Regions from separate parts of the Mus musculus genome. Here region 2 is linked to region 1. A link is a contact called in public HiChIP or PLAC-seq data. All regions are on one chromosome and are shown on one strand. Each heading gives the region's core, a stretch centred on a gene start, on an enhancer-like site or on the middle of the called end of the contact. The rest is flanking DNA. Distances are from core to core; before and after follow the strand shown.

What was found. HiChIP or PLAC-seq counts read pairs in DNA pulled down with a chosen protein or histone mark.
Region 2: a contact with region 1 is called in a FOXA1 HiChIP or PLAC-seq map of pancreatic cancer cells. The contact joins two enhancer-like sites. A contact is called at or near these places in 1 of 39 promoter capture datasets (the C10 cell line) and 3 of 115 datasets of contacts at active chromatin or transcription factors (T-cell acute lymphoblastic leukemia, microglia and pancreatic cancer cells).

Annotation. Positions count from the first base shown.
Region 1 is chr5:103,696,992-103,702,049 of GRCm38.p6, forward strand. It overlaps a transcript of Aff1 not described here. Among named protein-coding and RNA genes, the nearest start is that of Gm25721, 41 kb to the left of the region's middle. Within about 2 kb of position 1,365, at least 67 of the 459 cell types and tissues checked have an H3K27ac peak or open chromatin away from gene starts, as enhancers often do. A contact at or near this core is called in pancreatic cancer cells, where this site is marked.
Region 2 is chr5:104,000,458-104,005,255 of GRCm38.p6, forward strand. Hsd17b11 (hydroxysteroid (17-beta) dehydrogenase 11) reads right to left here. Exons shown (of 7, transcript NM_053262.3): 5 at 2,715-2,852. Among named protein-coding and RNA genes, the nearest start is that of Hsd17b11, 19 kb to the right of the region's middle. Within about 2 kb of position 2,759, at least 41 of the 459 cell types and tissues checked have an H3K27ac peak or open chromatin away from gene starts, as enhancers often do. A contact at or near this core is called in pancreatic cancer cells, where this site is marked.

The DNA of each region.
Region 1 (5,058 bases), core at 115-2,614:
CCTCCTCCTCCTCCTCCTCCTCCTCCTCCTCCTCCAAGCGGGAGCTGCCATGTGGTTGTTGGGGATTAAACTCCATACCTCTAAAAAGAACAGCCAGTGCTCTTAACCACTGAGCCATCTCGACAGCCCTAAGAACAGGATCTTACTGTGTAACCCTGGCTGGCCCGGAATGGCTTTTTGTTTTATTAATGACTATCTGTGTGTGCATATATGTGGTATATATGCATGTATAGATGTGAGTGTGAGCACCTGCATGTGTTCATATACAGGCCAGAAGAGGATATCAAGTGTCCTATTCTACTACTCCCTGCCTTATTCCCTGGAGGCCAGGGTCTACCCCTGACTCTGGAGCTAGGCTGGCGTCTGACAGGCTCGAGCAGCCCTTTTGTCTGTATCCCTCACAGGGCTGGGATCACAGCACCGCTGAGTCCACGCTTGGCTTTTCTTGAGTTCGAGGGATTTGAAAGTTGGTCTTCATCCTTGTTCATTAATCCACCTTACCCACTAAGCCATCTCCACCCCCATCCTCACTCCCATTTTTTAAGATCGGGTTTCGTGTAGCTGGCCACAAACTCTGTACGTAGGCGAGGATGACATTGGATTTCTGATTATCAGCCTTTAACCCCAAGTACAGCCCTGGGCTACCATGTCTGGCAAGTGAACCATGGACCTGGTGCATGCTAGGTAAGAACTCTATCACAAAGCTGAGCTGTGCCTGCAGCCCTCTGCAGCACCCCACAGCCCCTGCAGCCCTCCCCGCAGCCCTCTGCAGCCCCCCGACCCCCCTGCAGCCCCTGCAGCCCTCCCTGTAGTCCCTGAAGCCCTCCCGGCAACCCTCCCCAACCCTCTGCAGCCCCTGCAGCCCCTACCCCCCATCCCCTCAACTCATTGTGTTTACGTTGTATCATTGCAGAATTGACTATGGCCAGGGTTGCTAATAGGAGCTCCTCTTTCTCAGGCTTCAGGACAGCTCTCCTTTAGTAGTATTCTCCAGGGAAGAAAGTCAGCTGATGTTCTGAAATTAACTGGCCCATTTTAAATATGACTAAGTGTTTTTTTTTTTTTTTTGATAGAGTGACTTTTTCCTACTGAAAGAGCTTTGTGACAAGCAGAGCCTGAAGGGAGCTAACATTATGAAATACCTTGTTCACTCCTGATACTTCTTGAATAGAAAGCATCTTCTGTGTGCCAGACAGTGATCTAAGCATGACATTGGGGTAAAACCCTGATCCTCCAAGAACAATCAGGTACACTCCCAGGGAGCATGTCTGTGCTTACTTCCCGTGACCTACCGCGCACACCTAATTGTAGCTCTCAGTTGAGTTCGTTTTCCCCTTTAAAGTCAGGAAATTGGGCTGAAGTTGAATAACTCTCCTCTGACTCAAAGCCTGGTGCACTTTCTAGCATGGTACACTCTGTTGGCTATGTTGATATGTGGTTTCCTGTTTTTCAAGAATTACAGCTTGACTTAAAATATAAATAGTATTTCTCCTTGGCTAAGTAATTCTCATCACAACTATGGTGTAAGCATTTTCTTCTAGCATCCCAGATATATATTTATATGTCCACAATATATACTATGCACATGGAAAACATTAAGTCAACCCATTTAACAGACAAGTTGTATTGATCTGTACCGAGGATCTTAGCTAGACCAGTAGTACAGATTTGTAACTCCAGATGTTCAGAAAACAGAGACAGGAGGATCACAAGTTCAAAGGTAAGAGCTGGAGAGATGGTTTAGTGGTTATGAGCACTGACTGATCTCACAAATGACCCAGGTTCAATTACTAGCTCCCACGTGGTTGCTTACAATGCAGTTTCAGGGGATCCAAAACCCTTTTCTGGCCTCCGAGGACATGGCAAGGACACCTGCACAGACACACGCATGCAAAGCAAATACACACATAAAATAAAAACTAATTGGATCTCAAAAAAAGAGAGACAAGTTTAAGGGTAGCCTTACCAAGTTACTTGTTAAGACTTTTATTATTATTATTATTATTATTTATTATTATACTGCTAGGCATTGTGGTACAGATCTTTAATCTCAGGACTTGAGAGCCATAGGCAGATGAGTCCTTGTGAGTTCAAAGCCAGCCTGGACTATATAGTGAGATCCTGTCTTATGAAAACCACACAAATAATAAATCAAACAAAAAGGGCTGAGTATATAGTATTGTAAAAGATGAGGCCACTTTCCTGGAGTTGTGGAGTAGAGACAGGCTTCCTGCCTACCTACTTATCAAGTAAGAGACCTAGTCTCGAAAACAAGGTGGATGACTCCTGAGGGACCACTCCCAAAGGTATCCTCTGGCCTCTGCACCTTACAAACTGCCTTTTTTTTTTTTTTTCTTTTGTTTTTTTGAGACAGGGTTTCTCTGTGTAGCCCTGGCTGTTCTGGAACTCACTCCATAGACCAGGCTGGCCTCGAACTCAGAAATCCGCCCGCCTCTGCCTCCCAAGTGCTGGGATTAAAGGCGTGCACCACCACTGCCCGACTATAAACTGCCTTCTTTAATTTAGAAAAAAACCCTTTCGAGAATTTATGGAAGCTGTATTTGTGGGTTTCAAGAATTCATGCCTTGTAAAGTCCTCCTCCCCATACCATTGCCTACAGCCTGGGAGATAAGTTGGGTGTGTGTGTGTTGATGCAGTCATTTAGGTGTTACATACTTCAGAGCCACAGATGTCCCCATTAGTGCCACAGTCACTGTTTCTGGTCTGTCTGCGAATGCTGGTGCAGAATTTGCATTTGTAACCAGGAGCTGTTGCTGCTTCTATTTCTGGAACAAGGTTCAGCACCACTGCTTATAGCAACGGCTTAACACCAGGGTTCTGCCCTGGATGTGCAGGCTGATGCGTCTTTAATGTGTCTCCTGCCACTTCTCAGACTCTGGGCAAAGCAATTCGCTTCTGGTCAAGGAATGTGAGGATGTTATATTATCCTACTTACAAGCTAACAAATTAACCCGCCTGGAGACCTCTGGGTGACAGCAGAGTGATTTTGTCATTTGTAATGGTAGTTGCTAGAGTGACAGTATTCTCTTTTCTTACTCTTGTTTCCTAAGTGCCAATTGGCAAAAGACACTGCAGTCTCAGGGAGCAAGCTGTGTTCCAGGAGGGAATCCAGAGCTCAAGGAACCCCCTCTTTTATAATTGGCTGTACAGCTGCTCTGTACTCCAGGGGAGATACTGTCTTGATCACACTGTATAATAAACATGTTCCCCTTTGCTGGAGAAGTAGACGCTAGCTGCATTTCCCAAGGCTGTTCCATACATACATTCTTGAGAGTAACCTGTATCCTGTATCGTAGACACTTGGCACCTCTGCTTGTCTGTGTCACAGACCTGAGAATTGTCTCTAAAATAAGAGAAGGGACACAATAGCACTTTCTTTACTACTTGAGGAGGTTAAACCACTAAATCTGTGGGAACTTGGAACAGAAAATTATAAATACTACTATTAATAAGTATGTGGTATTTTTACTCTTGCAGGGAAATGTTGTGGTGACTGTCACATTTTATTCATTTGTTCTGTGCATATATGTATGTGTGTGGATACATGCCTGCTGCAATATTTATGAGGAGGTCAGAGGACAACTTAGTGTGTTTTATAAAAAGATAGAGAAACCAGAGATATGTTTGGTGGATGTGTAGTCAGGTGTGGGGGAAGAGGGTGCCTCTGGGGGCCCATGCTGAGGCATCCCTTCCCCTGAGGGACCAGCCGTACAGTATAGAATAAGAGTTTAATTAGGGCATGGGGAGGGGAGTTGAGACCGTAGTAAAGAGAGAAAGAGAGAGAGAGAGAGAAGATGAGAGGATGAGAGGAGAGACCAGACCAGACCAGATCAGACCAGACCAGACCAGCCATGAGCATATGGAGAGAGAGGGGAGGGGAAATGGGGAGAGAGGGTAAAGAGCTACACAGCAAGAGCAAGAAAGGAAGAGAGGGAGGAGGGCAGGGCATGGCAACACAAGCCTTTAATCCCAGCACTTGGCAGAGGCAGAGGCAGGTGGATTTCTGAGTTTGGGGCCAGCCTGGTCTACAGAGTGAGTTTTCAGGACATTTCCAGGACAGCCAAGGCTACACAGAGAAACCCTGTCTCGAAAAACCACAAAGGGGGTAAGCAGGCCCTTTTATAGTGAGTCAGGCACAGCTGACGATTGCCAGGTCACTGAGGGGCAGAGCCTAGACTAAATGCCAACATGCCAACACAACTTGTAGGAGTTGGTTCACTCCTTCCGAAATGTGGTTCAAAGTCAGGTGCGTGGTGGCGCACGCCTTTAATCCTAGCACTTGGGAGGCAGAGGCAGGAGGATTTCTGAGTTCGAGGCCAGCCTGGTCTACAAAGTGAGTTCCAGGACAGCCAGAGCTATACAGAGAAACCCTGTCTTGAAAAACAAACAAACAAACAAACAAACAAAAGCCAAAAACAAACAAACATACATACAAAAAAGTCAGGTTGCTAGGCATAGTGACCATTGTTTTTTTACCCACTGAGCTCTCTCTCTGGCCCTCTTTCCTTTTTAACAGTAAATCATAAGCACAGGGTCTGGAGCAGTGACTCTTCAGGCAAGAGCACTTACTGTTCTTTGGGATGAGCTATTTCTGTTCTTGGGACCCACACAGTGGCTTACAACCATCTGTAACTTCAGTTCTGGGGGATCTGGCGCCCTCTTTTGACCCCTGAGGCTATTGCATGCACACAGACAGCAAAAACACTGATACACACCGATTGTGAATTCAAATGCTCTCCCGAAAGTAAGTTCACATGCTTGAACATTTGGTCCCACTTTGTACTTCTGCAGGAACTATGTCACTAGGTGCTGGCATTTCAAGTCCCTTCTCTCTGCTTTCTGCTCAAGATTGGAGATGTGAGGTCTCAGCTGTCCCTGCTGCCATGCCTGTGACTGACTCTTCCCTGCTATGGTGAATTCTTATTTTCTTTAAGTTTCCTTGATCATGATGTTTTATCACAGCAGAAGAAAAGAAACTAATACATAAAATATTTCAAAATATAGGTGTATATATTCACCTCTCTCTAGAGATAGGGT
Region 2 (4,798 bases), core at 1,509-4,008, 300 kb after region 1:
GCCCAGAAAAGTTACCAAGTAAAGACAGATGGTGGCTGAGGAATGGGACACAATCCTAGCTTGCTGTACATCCGACAGAAGACTAATATCTAGACGGTACAAAGAACTTAAAAAACTAAAATTTCAAGATACCAAGTCCATGCAATAAATGGGTTAAAGAAGAGATATTTCTGAAAAGATAGAAGTCAAATGGCCAATAAACATGAAAAAAATAATTGCTCAGTTTCAGCAGCCATCAGAGAGATGCACACCAGCTACACTGAGGTTCCCGCCTCCCCCAGTCGGATTGGCTGAGTTTCAAAAACAACTCAGAGCTCAGGTGAGGTCCTGTCAGTCATTCAGAATGCAAATTCAAGCTCCTCCTCTCCTCACACAGGCGCTGGTGAGAATGTACAGGAGAAGACAGACGCTTGGCATGGTGATCTACCATAAGACCCAGCTAGACTACTCCTAAGATGACACGTGGCAATGTTTATCACAGCTCTACTTACCGGAGCTAAGGGATAGAACCAACTTAGGCATCCAGCAACGTGTGTGTGTGTGTGTGTGTGTGTGTGTGTGTGTGTGTGTTAACGAAGGTATGGTATATGCACACTGAAATGTTCTCAGCCGTAAAGACCAAGTTGCAGTGTTTACAGGGAAATGTGAATTGAGCCAGTCTCAGAAAGACAAATGTGCTCTCACTCATCTGTGAGTCCCCAGGATGTAGATAGATGCATACAATTGTGTATGTGCATAAGGCACGATGAAAGTACAAGCAAGGGCCAGAGAGATGACTCAGGCAGTGAAGGGCTTGCTGTGCAGGTATGGTGATGTGAGTTCCATCCCTGGAACCCAGGAAAACTGTAAAAAGCCAGGAGAAGGGGAGAAGACAGAGACAGAGAGAGAGAGAGATAGACAGAGACAAACAGAGACACAAAGAGACAGATAGAGACAGAGACAGAGAGAGAGACAGAGACACAGAAAGACAGAGACACAGAGGTAGACAGAGACGACAGATAGAGACAGAGACAGACAGAGAGACACAGGAAATGTAAAGTGTCTGTTACAAATTCAAGTAGTAACAATGAATACATTATTCTTATGTATTTTTTAACATCCTGTAAAAATGTGTCAGCCGGGCAGTGGTGGCGCACACCTTTGATCCCAGCACTTGGGAGACAGAGGCAGGAGGATTTCTGAATTCGAGGACAGCCTGGTCTACAAAGTGAGTTCCAGGACAGCCAGGGCTACACAGAGAAACCCTGTCTCGAAAAACAAAACAAAACAAAACATGTGTCTATATTTATTAATAACATCACAAATTCCCTCTGTAAGGTAGACATCAGAGCTATGATTTTATTAGGAAACCTAGTTGATTTGACTCGATGCTATTGATTCTTATCAGCCATTTTCCTGTAAATATATACTTCAGGATTCTTAGCATCACACACAATTCTCTTAGTAACTAGAAGACAGGGAGGTTCTTTGATTTTCTGTGTTGGAATCCATTGACTGACAATGCAAGGTTTCCTTAGTAACTTCTAACCACACTGTAAATCACCATGATGAATTTTACATTTCTAGCTTTGTGGCAATCTGTTATTAGCGTAGACTGTAGAAGTGTACAAATTTTTGTAAAATGTTACTAGCTCACTATCACTTGCATATTGCTTTGTAAAAACTTAGTGGTTTCAAAATGATTAAAGAAACAAGACAGAGGTTCCTAGGTTAAAAAATTTTTTAAAAGAAAGAAAATATTATATATTATTTAATATAATACCATGAACAATGACTACACACCAATGGAAAAACTAAAGAGAAAAAATCTTATACTACTATCAGACTTCGATGGTTCATGGCTTAAGCGTGATCTTTTATCTCTACAATGGTTATACATTCTGTACACACTGTTTCAAATGTTACGTTTGGTCTTTTCCTGGCTGATATGGGTAGATTAAGTGTAGAAGGAGAGAGACCTAACACCTCACAGAACTTAATGGCCGTGGGGGAGCACTTGGGAAAACTTCATGCAGCCAATGGGACATGTAAAGGGGGTCTCAGGCACAGGAAGGGCTATTCGATATTTGCTTTAAAATTCTGAGGCTTCCTAGACAAGTAAGCAGATACCATGAGACTGACAAGCGCCCACAGCAGTTGTGTGAGCTAATGATTACTATGCATACAAAGACTCTCCACCTCGGGAGTTGGCGGTGTTTAAAAGGTAAACAGCAAGGAGCTGATACCCTCTGGTAAACTGTAAGCTGGTGCTGTCCTGCTGGAGGGGCACTGTGGCGGAACAGCCACACAGCATCACCGGAATCACCCCACGTGGCTTTTGACCAGGGATCCAGGCGCCCTCCTCCTCACCACTACCCTACCCCAACCAAGCAATGTAAATCATCGCTGGGGTTCAGGAGCCCAGATTTTGTCCCAAGCACTCCAGGAGACAAAAAATGTGTATGTGAGTCTGAAACTGCTGATCGGGGTTGAAGGAACAAAGGAAAGATTAACCAGTCGTTGTCGTTACCCTGTCATTCAGGTCTGCATTTACAGCTGTGACCTCCGGTCTTTCTCTCCTTGTTTCCCCACCTGTTTTCCCACAAGCATCAGGACCTGAAAGCATCAGGTATCAGGCGGTTCAGGGATTAATCTCTTTAGGAAGTCCACAGAGCGAAATCCCTGCAAGCACCTGTGCTCCCAGCTTACTCTGGTCTCACCCTGGGCCAGCTTACTTGGTGCTTGGGTTCTTGATGAAGCCGGTGTTTATGAAGTTGGGGCAGAGGCACGATGTTCGCACTCCTGTTCGTCCCAAGGCAGCCAGCTCATCAGTCAAGGCTCTGTGGAAGCCAACGGCAGCAAACTTGCTGGAGCTGAAAGGAAGGAGTTCACAAATGAATGCAAGAATAGTGGGGTGCTGCAGTTAGGTGAGCTCCTCCCACCAGCAGCGTGGGGGATGGGGGGAGCCCTGAATCACAGGCCTGGTGTAGCTTTGGCGGGCAGAGCTTCATTCCTAAGTACACGAAAACTTCAAGCACGCGGCACAGAACATTTCCTACGTGTTGAGTCCTTAACCAGGTGGATTTCTGTGCACTGAAGAGAAGACCTGAAACCTACGGAGTGTTTGCTTTGATTGTTGCTGTTTCCAGAAAATCCAGCGTCGCCGTAATCTGTTTATTAGTTATTCTAAAATGGTGGTGGAATGCAAGCGGAAGTTCTTCTGTACACATCCGTTCTTCTCTAAGTCACAGCTTAGTTCCTCAGAGTCCTATCTTACCCCCAACCCCACCTTCATTACACAATACTCTTAAGTTTTCTCGGATAGAATATTTCAGATTTGTAATGCATGCGTGTGCCTGTGGGTGTGTGGGTGTGTCAGTGTGTGGTGGGGGTGTAGTATGTATGTATTTGGGTAAAGATAAGATTTTAAGATTGGTGTTTTCCATTAATGCCTTCATTTTATTTTTGGAGACAGGGTCTCTCACTGAACCTGAAGCTTGCCCACTGGCTACGCTGCCTGGCCAGGAAGCCCCAGGGATAGTTCTTTCTCTGCCCTGAGATTGCTGGGTCATAGGCATATGTTGCTAGGTTTGGGGGGATTTGAACTCAGTCCCTATGTGTGGCCAGCCCAGCACTTTACTGACTGACTAACCCCCGAGCTCTTTGCTTACACTTTTATTATAATCTCTATGACTCTCCTGGGCACAAATGAGTTTCCAAGGCCTTGCCCAGGGCTTGCCTCTTAGCGGGCACTCAGTAAATATTTGTCATAAATGAATCACAGTGCAAAGCAATTCTTACAAAAGCCTCTTCACTTGGAAGTATTCTGAAACTACTCTAGATGAACTTTTATTTTTCTAGGTAGCTAAATTTAAAAAGAGCTTTATTGAAATATTAAGTCATATTAACTCAGTTCACCTTCTGAAGGTATATAATTCAGTCATTTGCTGGTATTTTACATTACTAACTAAAAAAAAGTCATAAGATACATGTAACATAAAATCTGTCACTCGAGTGTATAGTCTGGTGATATTAATTACCAGATAGTTTTATGTTTCTAAATCTTTATGAATTAGAAATTAGATAAAGTGTCTATACATTCTTGCCAATCTCATTGTACTCTAAAAAACATAAAATTGTGGAAAGTATTCTTTTCTATATATAGATATGTTTGTTTGAGATGGGGTTTCTCTGTGTAGCCCTGGCTGTCTGGAATTCACTCTGTAGACCAGAGATCTTCCTGCTTCTGCCTCCAGAGTGCCAGAATTAAAGGTGTGTGCCCCGCCCGGCTCTTTTTCATTTTTTTAAGCTTAGAAATACATTGAAGCTGTAAATGAAATATTATTGGTTTCAATAATAGCATGGAAAGTTTCTGTACACTGACAAACATCAGAAACTAAAGTGATGGCATCTAAAATCATTGGCGTAGGACAGAACCTGCTCACGGTTAATCAGATGGTTCATTTTTATTTAAGCCTCCCAACGATTCTAAGATGTAGGTTATTATGAGTGTTGTTTACTGAAACAGGAATTGAGGTTCGAAAAGCAAAGTAAAGTTTGGTAGACTAAAGGAAAGTAGAAGAAAGCCCACAAGATAAATGCCAACAGAGACAGACATAAAAACATGCTCACTTGTTAACACACATAGTAGCATTTTCCTCTAATATGTAATGGTCAAATAACATGAAAATTGGTATTTTCTCAGTTTGTCTTTCAACATACAGGCAGATTTCATCATATATAACTGAGCATAGCAACCTTTAAAGTCTGGATCTGAACTTTTTTAAAAAGTGAGATAAAACAAAACTAAAAACTAACT